Regions from separate parts of the Mus musculus genome. Here all the other regions are linked to region 2. The links are chromatin contacts, called in public Hi-C, HiChIP or PLAC-seq and promoter capture Hi-C maps. All regions are on one chromosome and are shown on one strand. Each heading gives the region's core, a stretch centred on a gene start, on an enhancer-like site or on the middle of the called end of the contact. The rest is flanking DNA. Distances are from core to core; before and after follow the strand shown.

Region 1 (2,949 bases), core at 99-2,598, 410 kb after region 2:
ACTGGAGCCTCCTCCAACAGCCTCCAGTTCCCCCACCGTACAGCCTGGCACAGTGCATCGGAAGTCTCCTGACAGTGCCTGAGTGTGACCCCATCCCTGGGCAGTACCCTGATGCCCAAGTCAGAGTGGAAACACAGTAGTTTGCAGGTCAAGATACATCTGGTGTCTTGTTTTTTTTTTTTTTCAATAAAGTAACAAAACACGGAGGGAAAACTTAAGAGAGAAAGATCTGTGTTGGCTCAGAGTTTCAGAGATTTCAGTCTGCCTGTCCAGAAAGGCCTGGCAGAACTGGGTAACTCCCTTTACATAGCCAGAAATCACAGAAGGAACACCTGGGCTGTTGGACTTTCCTCTCCATCTATCCTATTACACTGCCAACCTATGGGTGTCATTCTGGTTCTTAGTAGGTCTTCTCCTTTTAGGTAACTTTCTATAAATTCCCCCAGAGTTGAGTTTTATACTCTCCTAGGTGCTCAGTCCAATCAAGTTGAGAATCAGGATCAACTGTCACACCTGGGCTCCAGTTCCAAACCTCACATTTAAGACCTCTGCTCCCTTGGTTGTATTGCCTAACCTGGCCTTCCTGGCTGAAGAATGGAGAGACTGGAACCCCAGGGAGAATCAGAGAACTGTATAAAGTGTCAGCATTCAATCTTGCAGAGTACACTCTGATGTTAACCTCAGGGCTTCCCTTGTCTTAACGCTGTCCACGCAAAAGCCATCCCATCTTCCCCACAAGGGTTCCTCATTGGCGGTGAATGTTGGAGACCTCAGGAATCTCTCGCTAGGGAGCTTCTATTTCTGCAGCACAGCCTTCCCACAAGCTGTGCACTGGGGGGTGGGGAGGTTGCTGTGCCTCAGTTTCTCAAGTAGGAACGAGGAAAACTAGAGATAGATGTTTTGTGTGGGAACAGTGGTGGGCACGGAGGCAAAAGAGGCAGTGCCGCGAAAGCTCACTTCCTAGAACACAACAAAATTTGTAAGTATTCAAAAAAGGTATTACTAGCAACAAAACCCTTGGATACAGGGAGAAAGGATGATAAAGGGATGTGGGGTAACTTTGTTGTGGTACTGCAGTTTTAAAAGCAGAATCAGGGATCCAATCTCTGTCCCAAGCGACACCTCTGCACCTCTAGGAGCCCCCCACAGTGGAGTCTGTGTGCACTGGTCCTGCAGTCCAAGGAGGCCCTGCTGCACCTCCGAGAAGGGTCGCTAGGTTCAGACACCAAGGCCCTGGTGATTGCCCAGCCCCCGCCCTCTGCGAAGCTAAGAGGGGGCGGAGCCACGCGCATGTGCACAGCTGGCGCCCCCCTCCCCGCCCCCCGCGCACAGCTGGGACGTGGGCCGGGGACCGGAGGGCTCAGTTGGGAGCCGGCGGTGGACGCGCCCGCCGAGGCCTCCTCCGCTGCTGTTCACGCGTGCCAGCTCCTGTCCGCGCCATCTGCCATGGCCGTGCGCCCCACGCGCCGCTGCCTGCTGGCGCTCCTGCTGTGCTTTGCCTGGTGGGCCATGGCGGTGGTCGCCTCGAAGCAAGGGGCAGGCTGTCCAAGCCGCTGCCTGTGTTTCCGTACCACCGTGCGCTGCATGCATCTGTTGCTGGAGGCCGTGCCCGCCGTGGCGCCGCAGACCTCCATCCTGTGAGTGCGGCCCGGAGGGCGCTGGGGTCTGCGGGACGTGCGATTCAGGGGGATCGAGGGGCGTGGGTATCTTGGGGGGCAGGGGTACTGGTTTGGAGAGGTGGGCTACCCCGGCGTCCGGCGCAGGGTGTGCTGGGCCTTTTGTCCGTCCTGGCTAGGACGCCAGGGGCGGACCTGAGCGCTTAGCGCGCGGCCTGGGGAGCCGCCTTTGTTCAAACTCGGAATCTCCCGCTGGACCGGGAAGTAGTAGGGAGTCGCCAGGGAAAGCCCCGCGCGTCTCTCGAGCCCTCCCCGCCTGGCCTTCCCTCCGGTGTCTTCTCAACTTTCTCTCCACTCGGGGTTCCTCTCCCTCTCTCTTCTCTAAAGCGCAGGCCTGGGGTTGGGTCGTCCCTCCTCCGACCCCTTCTTTCTCCATCAGTGTACCTGCCCCCCTTTCTCCTCCTTCTGGAAGGATGCCCACCCCACATCACCCTGCGCCAAGGAAACCTCTTGCAGATTCTGGGTCCCGCGGCGCCACAGCGCCAAGTGTACTCCCATCGGCTTCTGCGCTGGAGCCTTCAAGTTCGCTGGGTGTCCTGAGGACTCTGTTGGGCGCAGCCCTTGTAAGGAGCTTTTTCTTTGCTTGGAAGAAGCTTGGCGTTCCAGGTGCCATGGAGGGCCCACCATCGTGCGGGTGGCCAAGTTCTGAGCAGCTCTGGGACTCTCCTCTTGCTGTTTCTACTCAGTTGGTCAGTTTCGCAGACGTCCTCCACTTCCTGGCTTTTTCACCTGGAGTTGTGCTTTGCGCCTTCACCGAAAGCCCCCAGATCTGAAGGAATCCCAGTGCTGCAGAGTTGGCTGCAGGCCTCTGTGTGTTCTGAGATTTGGTTCTGTGAAGGAAGGCATGCGTTTAGGGGCCAACTGTAATTCAGGGTCCTGCAGCTGCACTTCTGCATTCCAAAAAGAGTTTTCACTTTTTTGTGGCTGGGCTGGAGGACTTTGGCATCTCTGAGGATGCCTGCGAAAGTTATAAAAATCTGAGGGAACTATTCAAGGAGTGGGCGGTCGGTCAGGGCTCTCACTTCTAAAAGTGCATGGGTGTCCTACTTCCTCTGGGGGAGATTGTGCGGGCCGCACGCGGCCAGTCTGGGGTGGGAATGCCTAGCCTAGTCCTCTAGAGAGCTAAATAAGGCTTCCATTCCAGAGGGTGTGGATGGTCAGCCAAGGCTGCATCTGAGAGGACAGACAGTGTGCTTTAAACCAATAAACTTTTTAAACTGGGCCAGAGTGGAACGTCTCCAAATACAGAGAATTTCTGTAGTGACTCAATGGC
Region 2 (2,983 bases), core at 336-2,835:
TGTATGGAGGTTTTTGTTGTTGTTTTGTTTTGTGTTCTTTGAGGAAGAGAGATGAAATGATTTAATGTCCCAATGTCTTAAAAAAGAAAACCTGAAATTTTTGATATAGATATTTAAAAATATGGTTTATAAAAAAGGGATTTTCAAGTTACACCTGGGAATTTTTGAAAAGAAATGAGATTTATTTGCAATAAACTTTGTCCAACTGCAGCATTCAGTGGCTTCTATTTTCCCATGTTCAGACTGTATGCTGCATGAGATCCGGAGAATGGAGACAGTCTGGTAGAAAAGCTTCAAGCAGGAGCAGGCTTCACCTGGGCTGCTTCTAGCTTTGGGCTGTGAGCCAAAGAGGCAAGCATTAGATGACCCCCTCCCCCCAGCTCTGTGGCTAAGGCTTGGGCTAGAAATCCCTGTTTTTGTCAACCTCCACATCACATCCAAGACTTAACCATCACTTTCCTCAGAAGAAAGACAACTAAGTTCAGTTTTAAAATAACAGCGTTGTCAGGCGGGCTGTCTGCATGTGAGCAGTGGAAAATTAGAATCGAGCAATCCGTCCCCCCACAACCCCCGTGGCACACACATGTGAAGCACACGCGCGCTCGCGCGCGCGCGCGTGCACACACACACACACACACGCGAGTAGCAGTCGGTTAAGAGGAAAGGGTGATACCTTTTTAAAAACCGAAAGGCAGTAAGCCATTATTAGCAAGAGCTATATTGAGCGTGCTTGTCAGACAGGCAACAAAGCCGAGCTCCAGTTCCGCCCAGACATGTGCCTTGCCATTTTCATTTTAATCAGCCTGCTCAGGATGGCTGCTGATTCATTTTGCAGGATGTCCCCCTGGGAGCCAAGGTGGAAGCCTCCGGCGGCGGGTGAGCTGCTCTTGCATCTAGGCAGGATGCAGCAGGGCACACAGAGGGGAGAGTGAGGAGGAGGCTAGCGGGAGGGGAGCTCACCCACAGGCTCACTCCACAGTTCAATATGGCTAGTTAGCCGGTCCTTCATGAAACCGTATCTGCTACTGCAGAAAATATAATGAAAGAAAGAGAAAAGAAAAGAAAAAACTGTCAAATTGTAGGATCGTCATTTCATTATCTAGCAACTACGCCCCCCCCCAACCCCACCCCTGGACATTAAGTGGCTTGGACTGCTGGTTATTCTCATGGTCAGCGTATACATAGATGCACACACACACACACACACACACACACACACACACACACACACACACACACACACACACACACACATACACATACATACCTGGTAACTAGCTGGGGTGGTATACCTGATTTAGCTGCAGACTTTGATTTGTAGGACTGACAACCTTATTATGCAGTGAGCTTATTATTGATATTATTCTGCTCTCGGTTGCCATGGCCACCTTGTGAGAGACATTCAATTTTCTCTCTTCCATCATCATTATCTATGAGGCCATCTGTTGTGGAAAATGAATTCAGCCTCATTTGCATGACTGATAAGCAATTTTTTTTTTATCTATTTAACAGAAGGTCATATGCCGGGGATTTGGAGCTCGTGAAAAAAAAAAGTGGAAAAAAAAAAAAGCCTAGGAGAGGATGAGTGGAGCTGCGTGCATTAGGGGCTGGCTGTGGAGGTAAAGCAGATCTCTTAGGCCCGCTAGCCTCTCCTGCTGCATGTGTCATTCCTGCCCGCGCGACATTTTCCCCCTAAGCTACTGCACACAAAACAGAGCGAGAAAGCTTCTCCCTGCAGTCTTCTTGGAGGCCTCCTGGTTTCTCACCCATTGTTGGTGGGTGTATTTCAATTTTTTGATTCCCTGGACTGTGGGTTATGAAATCAATGCTGCTGAAGACAAAAGCAACCTTCCCTGCCTCTCGGTGCTATGCGTGGTCCTCCTCGGCCTCCCACTTGTGGGGGAAAGGGTTTTCTCTTTCTTTCTGTGTGTTTTGAGCCAGCACAGTTACCAAAATTGAACTTGCCGTCACTTGTGAGCGGTGTGGTCATGGTGTGAGGTACGTGATGCTCGTTAGGTTAATTCTTTGGACTCAGGGGTCAGGATCTGTTTTTGCTGTAGCTCATGGCTTCTGCTGCAGACCTATTGTTCGTTCCTTTTTAAAGTTATTTTTATAGCGTGGCTGGTGGCTGAGAGGTTCCTGAGGTACAGGTCTTCAGTCCTCAGAAGCTGGTCTTTAGAGCAAAAATGGGTAATAGATTGCATGCCTGAACAATGATTTTTGTTTATAAAAAGAAATAAAAAAAAATGAGAAAACCGAAAAACTTACTGCATGTCTGGAGGTCGGTGATTTGGGCTGAAGTAACTTCCTGAGAGTGGCTAACTTCACTTTACAAACAAGGAGGGATTTTAAGCAAGGGCTGTGGGAATGTTAGCTACTCCTGAGGCACTGTTGTCTTGGTCTAATTATAGAAAGAAAGTTTGTTGATGTTTATAAAACTGATAAACTCAAATAAAGATTTTAAACAATAACCTCAATGTTTGAAGTTCATAAAAACAAAACAGCACCTAAGTTCTAGCAGAATATGGTTTTTTAAAAATCACCTCATAAGCAAAAAGTTGAGTCTTCACACTCTACTTTCCAGGTAGATCTGAATAAATAATAAATAATATAAATATTCACCTGAGTGTGAAATATACAAAATATACAGTAGAGTTTGACCAGAGCGTTAATTTAATCACGACAAATTTCTTATATCTTGAAACTATATATGCTATCAATCATGATGTTGTTAATTTAATTGGGATAAAGTGATTTGTTTAACAACTCTTTTGTTCAAGTGTTTATACTTTTTGCTAACACCACAAACAAAAGCTCCCATAACACTTTCACAAGCATGAGAGAGTCTTTCTAATTGTTTAACTTTATAAAAGAGATGCAGCTTTTGAAGTGAGAAAGTCAGGTATATTTTACATGTAGATAGACATGTTTACTCTAAAAATGGAAGTATTTTATTCAAAATTCCTTTTGAAAACAATATTAT
Region 3 (3,194 bases), core at 288-2,787, 340 kb before region 2:
TGGAGGTATAGGACATACAGAATGAACATATATTATAAAAGGTATAATCCAATGATGGTCACGTGTATGCTAGAGAAGCTGAGAGGCTCCATCAGTTCTCAGTCCATGAAGCCAGATATCTTGGCAGTCCTAGTTTGGTGCTAGAGGCCTGGAGGGTTCTTGGAAAGCCATGGTCCGAAGAGTGTGTTGGTATGTGGAAGAAACTGGGTTTTGAAGGCAACAAAGAAAGTACAGGAGCCAAGTAGATAAACTCATAACCAAGGAATGAAACTATACAAGCAAGCAGCATGACTTTCTCCTCAGATTTCTTTGTATCTAGGTCATTTGCCAGAAGGTTTCACTCTCTCTAGGAGAAGGTTTTTCCCCAATCAGTTAATTGTTCTTGGCAATGCCTCACAGATCCACCCAGGTACCTATTTATTAGTTGATTTCAGACCCAATCAAGTTGACATTCAAGATTAACCATCAGCATTAAACAAGGAAGCAGTTAGGGAGATTCCTGCCATGAAAGCCATTGATCCAGTTGATCACCATAGGAGTCATAGAGTCAGGAGAGGAATGTGGCTGCACAGAACTTGATGTCATCAGGATCCAACTAGGCTGTTGTGTTTTCAGGGTCACCTATATCATGGGGACATTTTTGTGTCCCCAGTGTCATCTAGGCCATGGGAACATTGGTATCTTCAGTGCTACCATGTCATGGGGACATCCCTGCATCTCTAGTATCAGCTATGACATGAGGGCATCTCTGTGTCTTCAGTATATCACTACAATATGGGGCAGCTCTATGTATCCAGGGTCACCTATGTTAGACAGTGTGTTCAGTATATTGCACATACTCCAGAAGGTGTGAGTCTTTCAGGCTTGGAATCTCCATAGCCTTGTCCTGTACACTATTGCCTGCATCCCCTCTACTTTGTAAAAGTGACACAAATGTACATGATGCTACATGTCAAACTCTACCAATAGGATGCTGCAGTATCTGCTGAAGCTAGGTAATAAAATGCCAGGACTCAAATACACAGGTGTAAACAGTCCAGACAATATGGATTTATGGTTTTTTATTTTCAGCAGTATTTTCTGAATTACCAACGCAACTCAGTTCCTACAGTAGCAGCTGACACTTACAGAGCCTTTGAACTCCGCAGTGGGCTATCTTTTGGACACACCAGTTCATCATGGCCCTGTGTGGATGGTACGGAGGAAGACTGAGATCCAGAGGCAAAGCAGCTCACTCAAGGCTACCTGTAAGCAGATGCCTGCCCGAGACTTGAACGCACCTCTGGATTGAGTCTGGTGCTTTATTCAACTCAGTCAGTCCTTCCCTGATGCTTTGTCTCCCAGCCAAAAGTGAAGATAGAGCTAAGACAATTAGAAGCCACCTATGCTGCAATGTAATTGAGTCTAAGAGTACCAGTTACAGGCAAATGCAGGTTTCTAAGATGTTTTCTTGGGCTTCTCTGTTTGTGGGACCTCTTCTGTGAGCTCCCAGCAGATGGCATTCATGCAAACTCAAATACCGCAGCAAACTCCTCCTTCAGATTAATTAGTTTCCATTTATACACCTCACCTCAAAAGCTTTACAGTTCTTTGATCTCACAGTTCTGGTCTCCAAAGCCTTCCAATCTCGTCTTTCAAGCATCTTTGTTTTCCTGCAGCGTTTCCTAGAACAAAACCTAGAGACTCCAGACTCCAGAAAGGGCGTGTCTGCCTGCCACCAGAGCCTGCTTTTTTGTTGTTGTTTGTTTGTTTCTGTGCCATATTCTCAGAAAAAGACACTAGGAAGCAGAGCAATACCCACTTCTCCTGGGGCATCCCTGGGCCCAGATTGCTCTGTGATATCATGCAGGCCTATTTTATGAAGGATGGAAAGCTTTTGTAGTCTATGAGAACAGTGATCACCAAGGGGAAAGGGGGGGATCCTACAAAAACCGCAGCACTAGGCACACTGCCTAGCCCTGTCTCCTGAGCCCAGCTGGTAGGCAAATAGTGCTTGTCCCATCTTGACTTTATTTTATCTTTTGCATGTGTGTATCTATGCTAGATGCATTTTCATATGTTTAAGGTCTGAGTCTTTTTTTCTGTCCTCAAGGCTCTGGTAGTCCTGTAGGAGAGAGGAAGGGCGTGTTGCTATTACCTAGATTTTTTAGGTACAGCATGGAGAGGTTCATGTTACCTTTTAAGGACAAGGCATTCATTTGAAGGGAGCAGGGAAGGACTTGACCTTGAGAGAGATCAGAATCAGACCTGGAAGAGGGATGCCAGGAGCTTTCTTTTGGAGGAAGGAAAGCCCAGACTATGATGTTAAAGGACTCTAGGCATGTACTTGAGAAGCTCTAAGAATCTGGTATGGTTATGTTCAGGGGAACTCAAGGGCCGGACCCAGGACTGCTAGGCAGACCATTATGTTTGCACCATGAGTTCTATCAAGACTTCTATATTTCACCACCTCTGTATAGCATAGCTTCTAAACATCACAGCTTTTATGAATCAAGGCTTGTATGAACTATGGCTTCTGTCCACTGTTGTGGTGGTTTGAATACACTTGGCCCAGGGAGTGGCACTATTTGGAGGCATAGCTTTGTTGGAGGAAGTGTGTCATTATGAGCATGAACTTTAAGACCCTTATCCTAGCTGCCTGGAAGCCAGACTTCTGTTTCTGTTTGCCTTCAGAACAAGATGTTGAATTCTCAGCTCCTCCTGCACCATGCCTGCCTAGATGCTGCCATGCTCCCTCCTTGATGATAACTGACTGAACCTCTAAACCTGTAAATCAGCCCTAGTTCCCGGAGCTCGTGTCTCTAGCTGCATATGTATCAGAAGATAGCCTAGTCAGCCATCAGTGGAAAGAGAGGCCCATTGGACTTGCAAACTTTATATGCCCCAGTACAGGGGAACACCAGGGCCAAGAAGTGGGAGTGGGTGGGTGAGGGAGTGGGTGGGGGAGTGTGTGTGGGATTTTTGGGATAGCATTGGAAATGTAAATGAAATAAATACCTAATCAAAAAAAAATGTTGTCCTTGTAAGAGTTGCCTTGGTTATGGTATCTATTCACAGCAGTAAACCCCTAACCAAGACCAAGACAACTGTGATTTCCATGTATTACGACTTCTGTGTATCAATCAAGTCTTTCATGTGCCAAAACTTCCATGTGTTATGATCTCAGTGCACCATGACATCCATGAATTATGCAT
Region 4 (3,015 bases), core at 507-3,006, 300 kb before region 2:
AGGAGACAAGCCAAGGGGCACATCTTCTGCTTCCTGATTGGGGCCAGGTGACGTGTACTTTAGCTACTGTAGGCCATGATGCTCCATGTCCATTCAAAGAATAAAACACTCATAAAGTTGGGTGATGCCCAGCATTTTGTTGCATTGGCAAGATGGACACCAAACCACAGCCTTCTGCGGGCTTCCATGAGGGTAGAACGATGCATACCGGACCCTATCCACTGCCACTGTTCCGCCTCCCCAGCATGCACCCCCAGCCTTATGCTGGGAAGCTGGTCTGGCCTCATATTCCCAGAGGCCACAGTTAGGAAAGCAGTGGTGTGCTTGAGTGTGAAGACAAGGATGGATGTTGAGGTGAGGGGGAAGGGTGGCTACATCCCCCCCCCCCCCCGCTTTCAGGGTCTGACGGACAATTTCGATGTCAATGCACATCTGAGGGGTAGGGATAGCATGCCCATTATCTTGTGAAAAGATACATAACTCACAGAAGCTGGGTGATGAGCCTATAGAGCATGTTCTCAGTGAAACAGCCCTTAGTCATCTGACTCCAAACTGTATAAGTACCCTGTGTATACACGTTTGAAGTGTGCGCCCTTGGCCACACACATATGAGCGCATGTCTCATCTTTAGGTACACAAAGCCTACAGACGCATGTCTCTGCACTGCTCTGTGCCCTATAAGCAGCTGTCTACCTTGCATATGTTTGCTGCAATGCAGTAGGACAAAAGTGTATAAAAGGAATTATAGATTCTAGTTAATCCATATGAGAGACACACAATCTAGGAATTTTATTTACAAGCTGGAAGCCTAGATCAGGCAGATTTGGGAGCTATTCTAGCTTATATCTCAGCCATGTGTCCCTTGCTCCTTGCTGTTTCTCCCGGCTATGTGCTCATGGTTCATCTCCTCTCATGGTTGCTTGTTCCTCTCTCTGTCTCCTTTCCTCCTCCTCCTCCTCCTCCTCCTCCTCCTCCTCCTCCTCCTCCTCCTCCTCCTCCTCCTCCTCCTCCTCCTCCTCTTCTTTCCTCTCTACCTGTGACTCCCAGGCAGGTAACTGAAAAGCTGCCTACATCTATCTACTGCCCAATCCCAGGCTTTAGCCTTTTATTGACCAAGCAACTTGAGGAGCAAGAGTTGCACAGCAGACACCTGGGGCAACAGATATTGGGGTATAGAATTTAACATTTGAATACACAGCAACACCAGACTGATCCCCAACAAAGGTGGTCTTCTATCCTTATTGGCCAGTTAGGCATTCTACCTAGAACTCACCCTAGGAAAAGAAGGGAGTTTTCCCTCCCACAAAGGGCCAGAAAGGAAGGGACAGTTGCACATTGCTTGGTGGCTTTTCTTCCTCTCTGTGCTGAGGTTTCGTCCGTGTAACTAAAATTGGCAAAAATTTTAACATATGAAAGTATGTAAAATGTTGAAAACAAGTCTTCAGGGGTCACATCTGTGGTATCCATGGTGATCTGGTTCCAGATTGCCCAGGTATTCCTGCTACTCTAGACAGAGTGAAAAAAAAAAAAGATTCCAGTATTGGCAAGGCTGAGCCCCCACCCCCACTTTTCTCTCTCTCCAAAATCAATGTGACTTCCTTTGAAGGAGGCTTCAGCTTTCTGTGGATGTTCCTGCCACACATCTCCTCCTGCATGCCAGTGCGGCTGGCAGGCAAATCAATTGGTCCAGCAGCTCTGCCATGCAAAACACAGAGTTGAGCTGACATCTCCCAGAGAGATTCAGCCTGGGCACCTGGGTCTGTTCGGTACAGAGCAACAGGCAGACACTGGGCGTGCTGTCAGCTGAGCAGGGAAAAGGGACAAGCTGCTGTGTCAAAAGTGACACTTCGGCTTCTGCGGGTCTTGCAGAGATATCTGCCTTGATGTGACTGTGGCTGACATCCGGCAACAGAAGTGGCTGGTTTCTGAGCTGGATTGAAATCCATCCAGCTCCCTGCGTTCACAACGATGATTTCTAACGCTAATTCTCAGCGAGCCAGGCATGAAATATATGCACAGGCTCTGCTCGTGAGGGCCTTTGGAGTTATTGGAGGTACCTGGGATGAAAACATCTGTGCCATTCGCTTTTGTGAATTTTCCTTTCCTCGGTTTCAATTATGCAGTCAAAGACTCTCTGGGCAAGAGAGAGAAGGCGAGAGTGTGCTGCTATGCCCCTCTCTCCTCTTGATAAGAGTCAGTGCCTGGCCGCTGCCTGATCAGGGAAGCATGAGCAGAGAGGGGTAGCCTTTCATCTTCCCAGAGACACAGCACTCTGCTCATGCAAATGAGATTGTCTAAAAGCATCGCTGCCTCCCACAGAGCTGCCTGGGGTCCCTAAGCCATTCTCTCCACAGGACAAATACAGAGTGAATTTGCTGAGATCATGTCTGTGATCATAAGTAGTTGATAGGGCTGCCAGCTATAGAAAGGATGGAGGTATGGTAGCACAGCACAGGCCAGCAGGCTAGGGCTGTGTGGACACTGCATAATTGTAAGTTGGTGTGCAGGTGTGTGTGTGCGCAAGCGTGTGTTTGTTTGTGTGTGTGTGCTATTCCTATTTCACATCCGCCTCTCACAAAGCTTCAGCTTCTCCATGGTAGAGCTCTATTCTCCCCTAGAGAATGTGTGCTAATCACAGAACTTGTGGAGGACATTGACATATGGTCTGACACTCAGAGGTGGGGCCAAGACTGAACCATGGGGTAGAGGCAAGCCAAGAACCCAGTTCTTTTGTTTGCATAGGAAAAAATGCCCCACGTGTCTCTTGCCCTTTGGAGGCTTCTTAATTATGACCTGTTGGTTGGTTCTCACTTTCTGGGGCTTATGATGGGGCTCCAAATGCCCCAAATGCAGTTGCTTCTCTGCCCATCCACCCTCAGCTTTCTCATCTAGCCACACGCCATTTTGAAAGGGGTTCAAATTTGATTTGGAATTGCTTTATGTGGCTTAGTTATTAAAAGGAGCACAGAAAGAAACTAATTTCATTATTCTGAAAGTAGAAGCCTGTAGACGTGA
Region 5 (3,008 bases), core at 147-2,646, 420 kb before region 2:
TCTAAGGAATGGGAGACACTCTAGTTACTCTAGTTATCCAGCTGCTCTCAGAAGCTGGTGAAATCTTGGGGATCCAGCAGATACCACCACTCTCCTGTGAGTCAGTCTATCCTCCGTGCCTGGAGGCAGGGTGGATCTGCTGCTGCCATGTGAGGCATCAGTCACCGACACTGAATCTCCGAGGGACATCTTGTTCGGTCTGTGTGGTCCTGCCATTCTTGTGCGGTGGGGCTAACTCCTTTAGAGGTCGGGTCATGTCTTCACTCCAGGCTTCTGTAATGGGAGAAAAGACAGAGTCAGTCTCCGAAGCAGCGCTCTCTCTCTCTCTCTCTCTCTCTCTCTCTCTCTCTCTCACACACACACACACACACACACATACACACAGAGAGCTGGCAGCCGAAGACGAGCCTTCTATCTCATTGCTATGGTGGTCCAAGGTCCCACAAGGCCTCTGCTCATGTTTAGAAGGAGGAGCACAAGATGAAGCCCCACTCACTCTTCCAAAGCCTTGCCAGGAGCTGCTGCACATCATCTCTGCTCACTTCCATTCTCAGAAACACATTGTGTAGCTCCGTGGGGCACATGGGACCAGGAGGTTGTCCCAGATGTCAGCAATCTGAAACTAACAGCGTCAATTCTGGGTCATGTTGCAGAGGACACAGAGTTCCGATGTAGAGAAGGTCTCTCTGCCACATGTCATAGCTTACAGGGTTCTTGTGAAGCTCAAAGTAGAGTGCGGACAGCTGGGGCGAACGCAGCTACTCGGGAAGTACCGACTGTCTCCAACATGAACTCGTCCACACACTTCTAGAAGTAAATCTCCTGATAGCCAACTGCACTGTCTGCCTGTGTGACAGTGGGGATGAGGACTGTATCAGATACTTCAGGGTTAATAACAGCACAGGGAATGAATGGCCATAAAACAGATGCCCAGCCAATGGTCTTGCTCTTGACTTAGAGTAATGGCTGTGGGAATTGGCAACACCTGAGCTCTTTGTCCTCTTGAACTGAAACAGTGGGGGAGAGTCTGACACACACCTTTTTCCTCTCATCACTACCGGTATCCTCTAACTAGCTCTGCCTGATGTGAAAAGAACAATGGGGATTTATACTGAAAAGGAAACTGTGCTTGCATCCCCTCTAAGACCTGAGGGACACCATGCTTTTAGTCCTGCTAATATGGCAGAGGTGTTTAGGACTCAGTGCTGCAAGAGCGGATCAGCCTCGATGTGTGGTGTCTCCCTTGGACCTAGGTAAAGTCCCCTCCCCATGCTGCCGACCATGCGGTTCTGCCAGTGCGGTTCATTGTGAATGCACAAGGCAGAGTGTAAACAGAGCCAGGCTTTGCCTCCTTCAATACGAGCAGGTCCCTTGTGGGAACATGGGATCCTCACTAATCCATGCGGAGGTGTTGATGAGAATGCTAATAAGGGCTAGTGTGGGGAGACGCACACCCCCACCGCCTATGTCCTCTTCAGAAATGCCACTGGTGTTCCCATGTGTCTATCCACAGTGGGCCCTCTGATCTGCAGCAGTGTGTGAGTGCCAGGTCTAGAAAAGTCTCCCCACTTACAGTTTTGCTAACCGTGAGGCTGCAGAAAGTATGATGGATAATGGCTGAACGAACAGAAATTCCCAGCAGCCCTCTGGAGCACAAGAAGCTGCACAAGCCTGTGCCATGAGATCAGGCTCTGGCTGGCTTTTCTGAAGGACTCTGTGTCCAGGACCAGGCCTAAATCTATCGATGCATACATAGTATAACTGGTGAAGCCATGCATTTGGATTGATTGAATGTGGTTTTTCAGATAATAAAATCCAGTATTTAAAGGATGATAACATGCACTTGTGTATCTACTTCCACTGTCATTCTAGAGAGAACATGTCCACCTCCCAAATTGAGCTGTCTCATGGGTAGCTAATATGCCCTGGCCCTGGTGGGAACTGACCTGTGCTCCTTTGTCATTCAGGATTATCATACTGAGCCAAACGGCCACCACTTTTATGGGTTCAGCAATGCCCACTTGCAAAAGATCCTAGTCAGGCTTGTTGACTATTGAGATTTCCTCATTGCTTACTGAAAGATGGGCAGGGGCAGGTCACAGACCCCTCACCCTGTATTCATCAATTCCCCCAGCCAATTCTATGCATTTGTATTCCAGTTGTGAGGTGGCCTGAGGGAGGGGCTAGAGGTGTATAGTCTGGGAAAGACTAGGGAGGAGGGTTCCATCTATATGGCCATGGGGGAGATATCAACCCCACTGGATAGAGACCTTTTAGTGTGTCTGCTTAAAGGCTACTCATGCTTCTATGGGCCCCTCACCCACCACTCTTTAAAGAAGCCCAATAAATGCAATTGTTCCCCAGAGTGCATTTTGGTAGAATTATACCTCTGTTTGTCATCAGGGGAAGGAATTTGTGCAATAGCCCTGTAGTGTGGCTCTTCTAGAACACTGTGTGGGTCAGGCAGCATGTATTTCCTGTGTATATGTGGGGGTGGGGTGGGGTGGGGTGGGGTGAGGGGCAGTGTCACCTTATGTATCTGAGGGATGCTCCTCTAAGCACTGGGCACCGTTCCTTATCACTCACAGGCTTAGTTTTCCTTTTACTGGGTTCATTAGGGTTTAATATCTTTGTCTACCACATTCTGTGATGCCTGAATCATTTTTCCCACTCCATGGAGCTGTTCTAATGATCAGAGGAGGTCCATGTACACAAGGCATGCGATACAAGAACATGGATGGCATGCAGGAGTGTATTAAGCATAAGTGAGCCTTAGTAGCCATGCTCAGTCATTGCCTAGCCTTGCCTGTACCTGCCTGGACTGAGTGATCAGGGCCATGTCACCTAACCCCTCATGCCTCACTGTCTTCATCTGCAAATGATGAAGTACCTACCATAGAGGACTGACTCACTCATTTGAACCTCTGGTTAGTAGACATTCTCAGTTGGCATTTGGGAAAGCGATGTCTGCTGAGGGGTGCCAGAGCTCCACTCCTGTCATTTGTCTC
Region 6 (3,089 bases), core at 99-2,598, 440 kb before region 2:
CAAAGTGCGTAAAGACATGCAGGCCGTGAAGCTTTGCATACTCGTGGAGCATTTGTGATTTGGTGGGATGACCTGGGTGCCTTTTGGCAGGGAAATGAAGAAGCTGTTGCCTGCACATAAAACGGGTGGCACACAGCAGAGCAGCCAACAGACCAAATCAATAGAAACCAGATGAATAGATCTCAAAAGAATCATGAGTAGGAAAAGAAATGAAGAAAGACAGAGACTATAATTCTACTTACATAAAATTAAAAAAAAAACTGCCTCAGACTGTAAAATATATAGTGATATTCAGAATCAGTAAAAAAGCAGAGGGAGGGGATGCCCCAAATGCAAGGTTTGGATTGCTTATGAGAAGGCATAAAACAAACTAAAGCAAAGCAAACAGAGCTTCAAAGTGCATGGCACAGTGATGGGAGTGTGCCTTGGCAGGGGGCAAGTGGACATGCCCCTCGGTGGTGGGGCATGGCACCATCTCACTTCTTCTTCAGTAGGCTTTCCTGCATTAGAAGAAGGGCTTCATTCCAAGCACACATTATTTCTGAAGTTCCCAAGCTGGGCTTGTGCCTGCTTTATGAAAGCCGGTGACTTGTAGCTGTCAAAGCTCTGGGCTTTCCTACCCTGCTACCTGAAAAGAACTCAGCGCTAACTGGCTCCCCACCACCCTGGCCTATTACCTTCCCCTGGATTTTTTGGTACAGTCTCCCGAGTTTCTCAACTGCTGCTCTTGAAGATTTAAGTCCTAGTCCAACAATATCTGGTCTCCTTGGCTTGCTGCTCGGAACGTTTTTTTTAGTGCCTGTCAAACCCAGGAAAAAAAACGCCTGAGGTCTTCACTGCGGTGTCTGATTCCCTGGGAACTCACTGTCACCTACAGTGGCCTTGGCTGTCTTCATCCTCCTAGCTTCCTCAGTCCCTCCCCTGTCTCTTCATGTGGGCACCCCACAGTGCATCTTCTGGGAGACTCTTCTTCCAGACATATTTGGAAACTTCTGTCTTCCCTCTGGTGCTTCTGTCCCAGGGAGGCTCATTCACCTGCCATGACCTCGTAGCCCAGTCTGTCTACATTTCCTTACTTACTGCCCCCTTTTCTATCTGATACACCTTTGTTAGCTGTCTAACTTTAGGTCTAGCTCCATTCATTTGAACGGTAGCGGTTGTGTAATGACAGAGAGAGTGATCAGTGTTTTAAAATCCATTGCAGCTTAGCACTTGTAACAATAGCAAATGAGAGGGACTTAGTGGATGCTGGGTAAGGTACAGCAGGCAGATGGGAGGACACTGTAGGGACACTAGGGCAGTGTGTCCAGGACAAGCCCTGATGCTTACAGCCATATGACCTCACTGTTTACTTCTAGGAGGCTCCTTTTGTTCATGTGGAGAATGAGAATAAAACAAAGAGCATGTCTGAGTGCCTGCTCCAAGGGAGGTCCCTAAGTGGACGAAGATTGATGATGAATATGAGCAAGGGTAGTGAGGTGGAAGGAACACGCTGAGGTCATCCATGGAAGGAGGTGCTTTCTTAGACCTAGTAGCTTCACATGGAGAGTCCTGCAGAATCCAAGCTGGCATCCTGTAGAAGCTGAGACCCACAAGCTTGCTCCGGGGGAGCTATTTGCTGTGGAGTCTATCTCAGTGTCTCCCCAAACCAGTCCACAGCTTTTCTACAGTGAGCCAAGACCAGCCCCGGATGGGGGTGGGTGTCAGCCAGGCTGAGTAGGAGGCATGGAGGGAGACTGCACCTGTTCCGGGTGATGGCTCTGAGCTGTTGCAAAGGCTCTCTGCTCTGATCACACTTTCTCATCCGCAGTCAGGAAACAGGAAGCGATTTGACACAGCACACTGCATCAGTTATGATCAGCCAGGGAACATTCTCTGATAAGCACTTTCTGCCAGCCTGGGCGGGCATCCTCATCGTGGGCAATCGGCAGCAGAAAGAGGGAGAGTGGCGGCGTGTGCCAGGCTGCAGTCTGGTTCTGTGGCTTCTCTCAGCTCAGAGCCGCAACACCCACTTGTGATGGGGGCCTCCCGGGGTTTTCTCCTAAATCGCAACCCTTTGGATTCTCTGCTGCAATACAGAGGGGGCTTCAGAAGGGAGGACAGAGAGAAGTTGATTGCTTGACGGCACGCAAACGCTCACATATGATTTAGCACGCGGGATTTGATGCGTTCAATTGTGTCTTGTTTTTGCTCTGTCAAGAGAGCCCTGGTGGGGTGGGGTGGTGAGCAAAGATGGAGAGTCTCTGAGATGGGTGTTACAGATGACAACGTGAAGAAGGAATCAGGGCGCCAGGATGTGGAAGAAGGCACACCCCAATTTGTGCTACAGGCCAGAGCAGAGTCCTTTTTACACGTGATGACTCTGTGTGAGCAGTGGGTCTGAGAGAGAAGAAAGCACCAGGCATAGCATCAATTTTAACTACTGGAAATCACTACCATGTTCATGACCTACATTTGTGTTTTAATACATCTCTTATTTTCAACTGATGAGGCTGGCTGTACATATGCATTATTGTGTGACATTTCAATACATGGACCCTGTGTAATGATAAGATTGGGGTCATTGCCACACCTGTCACTTGAGGCACATCATTTCTGTACCCTGAGAATATCTGTAATCTATTAGTCTGAAGTATTCTGCTGAATACTGTCAGCTGTAGCTGCCGTGTGGCTTCTTCCTCTGAATTCCAGCCCCTTGGGTTCTTTTACTGTTGCACAAATAGGGGATTCAGAAGAGAAAACAAAGTGGGAAATTTTGTTGCTCCTATTTGATTTACATGTGTTTTAAAGAGAATCTGGTTAGATTTATTTGTGGTTTGTTTTTAAACATGATAGCTCAACACAGTCTTCCTGTAGTAGGAATCTTTGCCAGTATTCTATAGAAGCCACAGATCCATGTTTGCTCCAGTGAACACCAGAACACACTAGAAGTCATTCTACACAACTGCCTGTTTGGGTCATCCATGCCTCCTTCCTTCTCAGGTTGAGTAACTTTTCTGAGATGAGCTTTGAACTTTGAAGTGTCTATACATGGTCACACTATAAGGTCAAGTTTTCTTCCCATGTTGCTAAAAGTAGCAGAACCTAAT
Region 7 (2,918 bases), core at 79-2,578, 480 kb before region 2:
CAGCAGCAGCGTCTGTGGTACTTCATGCCTTCCCCACAGCAGCAGCGTCTGTGGTGCTTCATGCCTTCCCCACAGCAGCAGCGTCTGTGGTACTTCATGCCTTCCCCACAGCAGCAGCGTCTGTGGTACTTCATGCCTTCCCCACAGCAGCAGTGTCTGTGGTACTTCATGCCTTCCCCACAGCAGCAGCGTCTGTGGTACTTCATGCCTTCCCCACAGCAGCAGTGTCTGTGGTACTCATGCCTTCCCCACAGCAGCAGTGTCTGTGGTACTCATGCCTTCTCCACAGCAGCAGTGTCTGTGGTGCTTCATGCCTTCCCCACAGCAGCAGTGTCTGTGGTACTTCATGCCTTCCCCACAGCAGCAGCGTCTGTGGTACTTCATGCCTTCCCCACAGCAGCAGCGTCTGTGGTACTTCATGCCTTCCCCACAGCAGCAGCGTCTGTGGTACTTCATGCCTTCCCCACAGCAGCAGCGTCTGTGGTACTTCATGCCTTCCCCACAGCAGCAGCGTCTGTGGTGCTTCATGCCTTCCCCACAGCAGCAGCGTCTGTGGTGCTTCATGCCTTCCCCACAGCAGCAGTGTCTGTGGTACTTCATGCCTTCCCCACAGCAGCAGCGTCTGTGGTACTTCATGCCTTCCCCACAGCAGCAGCGTCTGTGGTGCTTCATGCCTTCCCCACAGCAGCAGTGTCTGTGGTACTTCATGCCTTCCCCACAGCAGCAGTGCTGGTTCTCCTCCTGGGATGACCTAGCAATTTAGGAGCATCTGGGGATTTCTTGTGTGCATTTCTTTTGTCTTAAAGGACCGCAGATCACCACAACTACCTCATAACCCTCTCCTAGAAATTGGTTCAAATTTTCATGTGAGTTGGCATCTATGTATCCTGCCGTAAGTGAGCACTGTGCCCCACCCCCCCCCCATCTCCTTATTTCAGAAAATCACCTGTACTGTGACCCTGGCTCTCTTTGGGGTCCAAGTGCAGGTGTGGTTTGGTAAAGTGTAGGTTCCCTTCTCTGGCTGCATTGCGAGGTTGAACACATCTAGTGTTCTCTGTCTCACTGTGGTCAGAAATCTACCTCCTTGGGTTTTATTTCTGAGCGGCACATCGTTTTCCCTTTGTAAGCATTCTTTGTTAGCCCTTCATTCCTGCAGCGTGAATGTGGCCTCTTTAGTGGGCCCTCCCTCTCACGTTCCTCTTTTCCTGTCTAGTCTCTGCTTCCTGCAAATTGCTTTTGTTCCCATCGGATTGTTCTGGTCACTGGCTTCCTTGTTAGAAGTGGTTCTCAGATGTCTGGCGTTGCTTGACCATCTGCTCATGATTAAGAATGACAGGCCAGCAATCAGCCCTGCAGCTCTGAGCGTGTGGGTGGAGCTGGCCAACCATGGGCTTCACTCAAGAGCATTCTGGGAGGGCCTGACAGGACCTCCAGGGGACAGCCTCTGCTCTTTCCTCTCTGCAGAGCCACAGTCTGTCCGCAGAGGAGGCCTTTTCACCTCACACATGGTGTGGCTGCCTCCTCGAAGCTGAGCAGCCCTCTTTCTTGCAGAGTGTGCCACTTAAATGATGAGGGACTTTATGGGAGCATTTCTGCCATTCTCCCCCCACCTCTCTTACTTTATTACTCCTTTCCCAAAGCTGGGAAATTGCTACTTATTTAAAATGCCTAAATAGACCTAAAATTTTAATTAAACTCTGCAATATGTCCTTGTTACGACTTTCCCATCAACTTCCCGGGAGTGTTGTATGTTATTAGGCTTTCTATCTCAGGGCAAAAGGCTTTTGTTTGCTGTTTTTTTTTTTTAAAGGCCCTGGACTGGTTTATGAAGGAATAAAAGTTATGAAGAGGCCACTTAGCAAAACCTTCCTGCATCCCTCTAGGAGAGCATGTATCAGAGCCTGGTGCTGCATCTGTGACTGTATCCCCAGTACATGAGATTTAGATTTTCCTCCAGAGGGAGGGGTTCACCCATGCCACAGTGGACAATGGCAAAATGGATTAGAGGAAAAATGTGCAGAGCCAGGAGACCTGAGGTGGCTCTGTCAGCAGGAAGGCTCATGCTCTCAGCTTCCTGGATGTGATGGCTGCTTTAGCTCTCTGACAGCCCTTGTTGCCAAGATTCTCCCAACAGTGTCTGGGTCAGCAGACATGTTTGACTCTGTGCTTTTAGGCTCTAGGAGTTGAGTGGCTTTCTTCGTGAGCAGCTCCATCCAAAAGGCACAAGGAGACCAATGTCTTAGAGCTCTTGTCACTGCAACCCAGACTTAGAAACTAACATACATTCTGGCCACACAGAACTTAGCTTGCATCCCCCAAGCCCAGGGTTTTGGTCTGTGGAGGGTGAAGATAATGACCATATCATTACCTGGAGGTACAAAGTCCCAAAGCACAGGTGAATAGTTCCTCTCTCTGGTTGTGAACATAAATATGTTTCCTCACCTTTCTGATTTCCTTATACAGTTGATAGATAAATGTACTCTGTAACACAAAACCTGCGTTAGACCCGTTTAAGGATATAGATACTTAGAAACCACCCAAGATAGAATTGGCTCCAGCCCTGAGAAACCAAGGCAGCTACTTACTGCTGTTTTCACTGGGGTAAAACACAGTCTGCTGCAGTGTGCACTAGGGTAGTTTGGAGTGTCACCCAGCCTGGGCCAGGAGTCAGAGAACAAGGTGACCTTGACAGATGTCTCCCTCTAGCACCCTGAACTCCTCCGGCTTGGTTGGGCTTAATAACTCAGCACCGCTACCGGACATGCACACACAACAGACATTCTCAGTTCCCTCAATTAGACTCTTCTTTCGAGCCCCTTAAAAGAAAATATCTCAATAGGAGCCTCTTAGTATTCTAGCAGGGCTGTCTGCAGTAATGTGTTAGAGGATATAGGTGCCACTCCTGTGCAAAGAGCTTG

What was found. Promoter capture Hi-C pulls out the DNA fragments that hold promoters and counts their contacts. Hi-C and Micro-C count contacts between places; a contact is called where the count stands out from the background. HiChIP or PLAC-seq counts read pairs in DNA pulled down with a chosen protein or histone mark.
Region 1: a contact with region 2 is called in a promoter capture Hi-C map of hippocampal neurons, with 5 times the contacts expected there. The contact joins the promoter of Pxdn here to the promoter of Myt1l in region 2. A contact is called at or near these places in 3 of 39 promoter capture datasets (cranial neural crest, hippocampal neurons and stem cell-derived epiblast-like cells).
Region 3: a contact with region 2 is called in a Hi-C map of cortical neurons, with 4 times the contacts expected there. The contact joins the enhancer-like site here to the promoter of Myt1l in region 2. A contact is called at or near these places in 5 of 39 promoter capture datasets (the 3T3-L1 cell line, embryonic stem cells, pre-B cells and 1 more), 6 of 484 Hi-C or Micro-C datasets (the N1E-115 cell line, cerebral cortex, cortical neurons and 2 more), 8 of 115 datasets of contacts at active chromatin or transcription factors (VIP interneurons, astrocytes, embryonic basal ganglia and 5 more) and 2 of 9 other capture datasets (adipose tissue and liver).
Region 4: a promoter capture Hi-C map of hippocampal neurons shows a contact between it and region 2, with 6 times the contacts expected there. The contact joins the enhancer-like site here to the promoter of Myt1l in region 2. A contact is called at or near these places in 4 of 39 promoter capture datasets (cranial neural crest, embryonic stem cells, frontonasal cranial neural crest and 1 more), 6 of 484 Hi-C or Micro-C datasets (the N1E-115 cell line, cerebral cortex, cortical neurons and 3 more), 9 of 115 datasets of contacts at active chromatin or transcription factors (SST interneurons, differentiating embryonic stem cells, embryonic basal ganglia and 6 more) and 2 of 9 other capture datasets (adipose tissue and liver).
Region 5: a contact with region 2 is called in an H3K4me3 HiChIP or PLAC-seq map of embryonic forebrain, with 4 times the contacts expected there. The contact joins the enhancer-like site here to the promoter of Myt1l in region 2. A contact is called at or near these places in 1 of 39 promoter capture datasets (frontonasal cranial neural crest), 8 of 115 datasets of contacts at active chromatin or transcription factors (differentiating embryonic stem cells, embryonic basal ganglia, embryonic forebrain and 5 more) and 3 of 9 other capture datasets (adipose tissue, liver and pancreatic islet).
Region 6: a contact with region 2 is called in a promoter capture Hi-C map of hippocampal neurons, with 10 times the contacts expected there. The contact joins the enhancer-like site here to the promoter of Myt1l in region 2. A contact is called at or near these places in 7 of 39 promoter capture datasets (cranial neural crest, embryonic stem cells, epiblast stem cells and 4 more), 6 of 484 Hi-C or Micro-C datasets (cerebral cortex, cortical neurons, embryonic stem cells and 2 more), 9 of 115 datasets of contacts at active chromatin or transcription factors (differentiating embryonic stem cells, embryonic basal ganglia, embryonic forebrain and 5 more) and 1 of 9 other capture datasets (adipose tissue).
Region 7: a contact with region 2 is called in an H3K4me3 HiChIP or PLAC-seq map of embryonic forebrain, with 8 times the contacts expected there. The contact joins the enhancer-like site here to the promoter of Myt1l in region 2. A contact is called at or near these places in 3 of 39 promoter capture datasets (the C10 cell line, cranial neural crest and maxillary cranial neural crest), 3 of 484 Hi-C or Micro-C datasets (B cells, the N1E-115 cell line and cerebral cortex) and 10 of 115 datasets of contacts at active chromatin or transcription factors (SST interneurons, VIP interneurons, astrocytes and 7 more).

Annotation. Positions count from the first base shown.
Region 1 is chr12:29,936,688-29,939,636 of GRCm38.p6, forward strand. It overlaps Pxdn (peroxidasin), which reads left to right and starts at 1,349. Exons shown (of 23, transcript NM_181395.2): 1 at 1,349-1,637. The coding sequence starts at 1,447. It overlaps Gm31939 (a long non-coding RNA gene), which reads right to left and starts at 1,300. Exons shown (of 4, transcript XR_001780596.2): 1 at 1-1,300.
Region 2 is chr12:29,526,799-29,529,781 of GRCm38.p6, forward strand. It overlaps Myt1l (myelin transcription factor 1-like), which reads left to right and starts at 1,586. Exons shown (of 25, transcript NM_001093775.1): 1 at 1,586-1,998. Gm20208 (a long non-coding RNA gene) reads right to left here. Exons shown (of 4, transcript XR_381405.4): 2 at 1,268-1,442; 3 at 674-1,025; 4 at 160-336.
Region 3 is chr12:29,186,279-29,189,472 of GRCm38.p6, forward strand. All of the region lies in intron 3 of Gm31333 (predicted gene, 31333), which reads left to right. Among named protein-coding and RNA genes, the nearest start is that of Gm31569, 18 kb to the right of the region's middle. Within about 2 kb of position 1,538, at least 5 of the 459 cell types and tissues checked have an H3K27ac peak or open chromatin away from gene starts, as enhancers often do. A contact at or near this core is called in cortical neurons, where this site is marked.
Region 4 is chr12:29,230,930-29,233,944 of GRCm38.p6, forward strand. All of the region lies in intron 1 of Gm31569 (a long non-coding RNA gene), which reads left to right. Among named protein-coding and RNA genes, the nearest start is that of Gm31569, 27 kb to the left of the region's middle. Within about 2 kb of position 1,757, at least 36 of the 459 cell types and tissues checked have an H3K27ac peak or open chromatin away from gene starts, as enhancers often do. A contact at or near this core is called in the N1E-115 cell line, SST interneurons, cerebral cortex and 4 more, where this site is marked.
Region 5 is chr12:29,106,180-29,109,187 of GRCm38.p6, forward strand. No RefSeq gene overlaps it. Among named protein-coding and RNA genes, the nearest start is that of Gm31333, 34 kb to the right of the region's middle. Within about 2 kb of position 1,397, at least 12 of the 459 cell types and tissues checked have an H3K27ac peak or open chromatin away from gene starts, as enhancers often do. A contact at or near this core is called in embryonic forebrain, where this site is marked.
Region 6 is chr12:29,082,208-29,085,296 of GRCm38.p6, forward strand. No RefSeq gene overlaps it. Among named protein-coding and RNA genes, the nearest start is that of Gm31333, 58 kb to the right of the region's middle. Within about 2 kb of position 1,349, at least 57 of the 459 cell types and tissues checked have an H3K27ac peak or open chromatin away from gene starts, as enhancers often do. A contact at or near this core is called in cerebral cortex, cortical neurons, forebrain and 2 more, where this site is marked.
Region 7 is chr12:29,048,008-29,050,925 of GRCm38.p6, forward strand. No RefSeq gene overlaps it. Among named protein-coding and RNA genes, the nearest start is that of Gm31333, 92 kb to the right of the region's middle. Within about 2 kb of position 1,329, at least 63 of the 459 cell types and tissues checked have an H3K27ac peak or open chromatin away from gene starts, as enhancers often do. A contact at or near this core is called in the N1E-115 cell line, VIP interneurons, embryonic basal ganglia and 2 more, where this site is marked.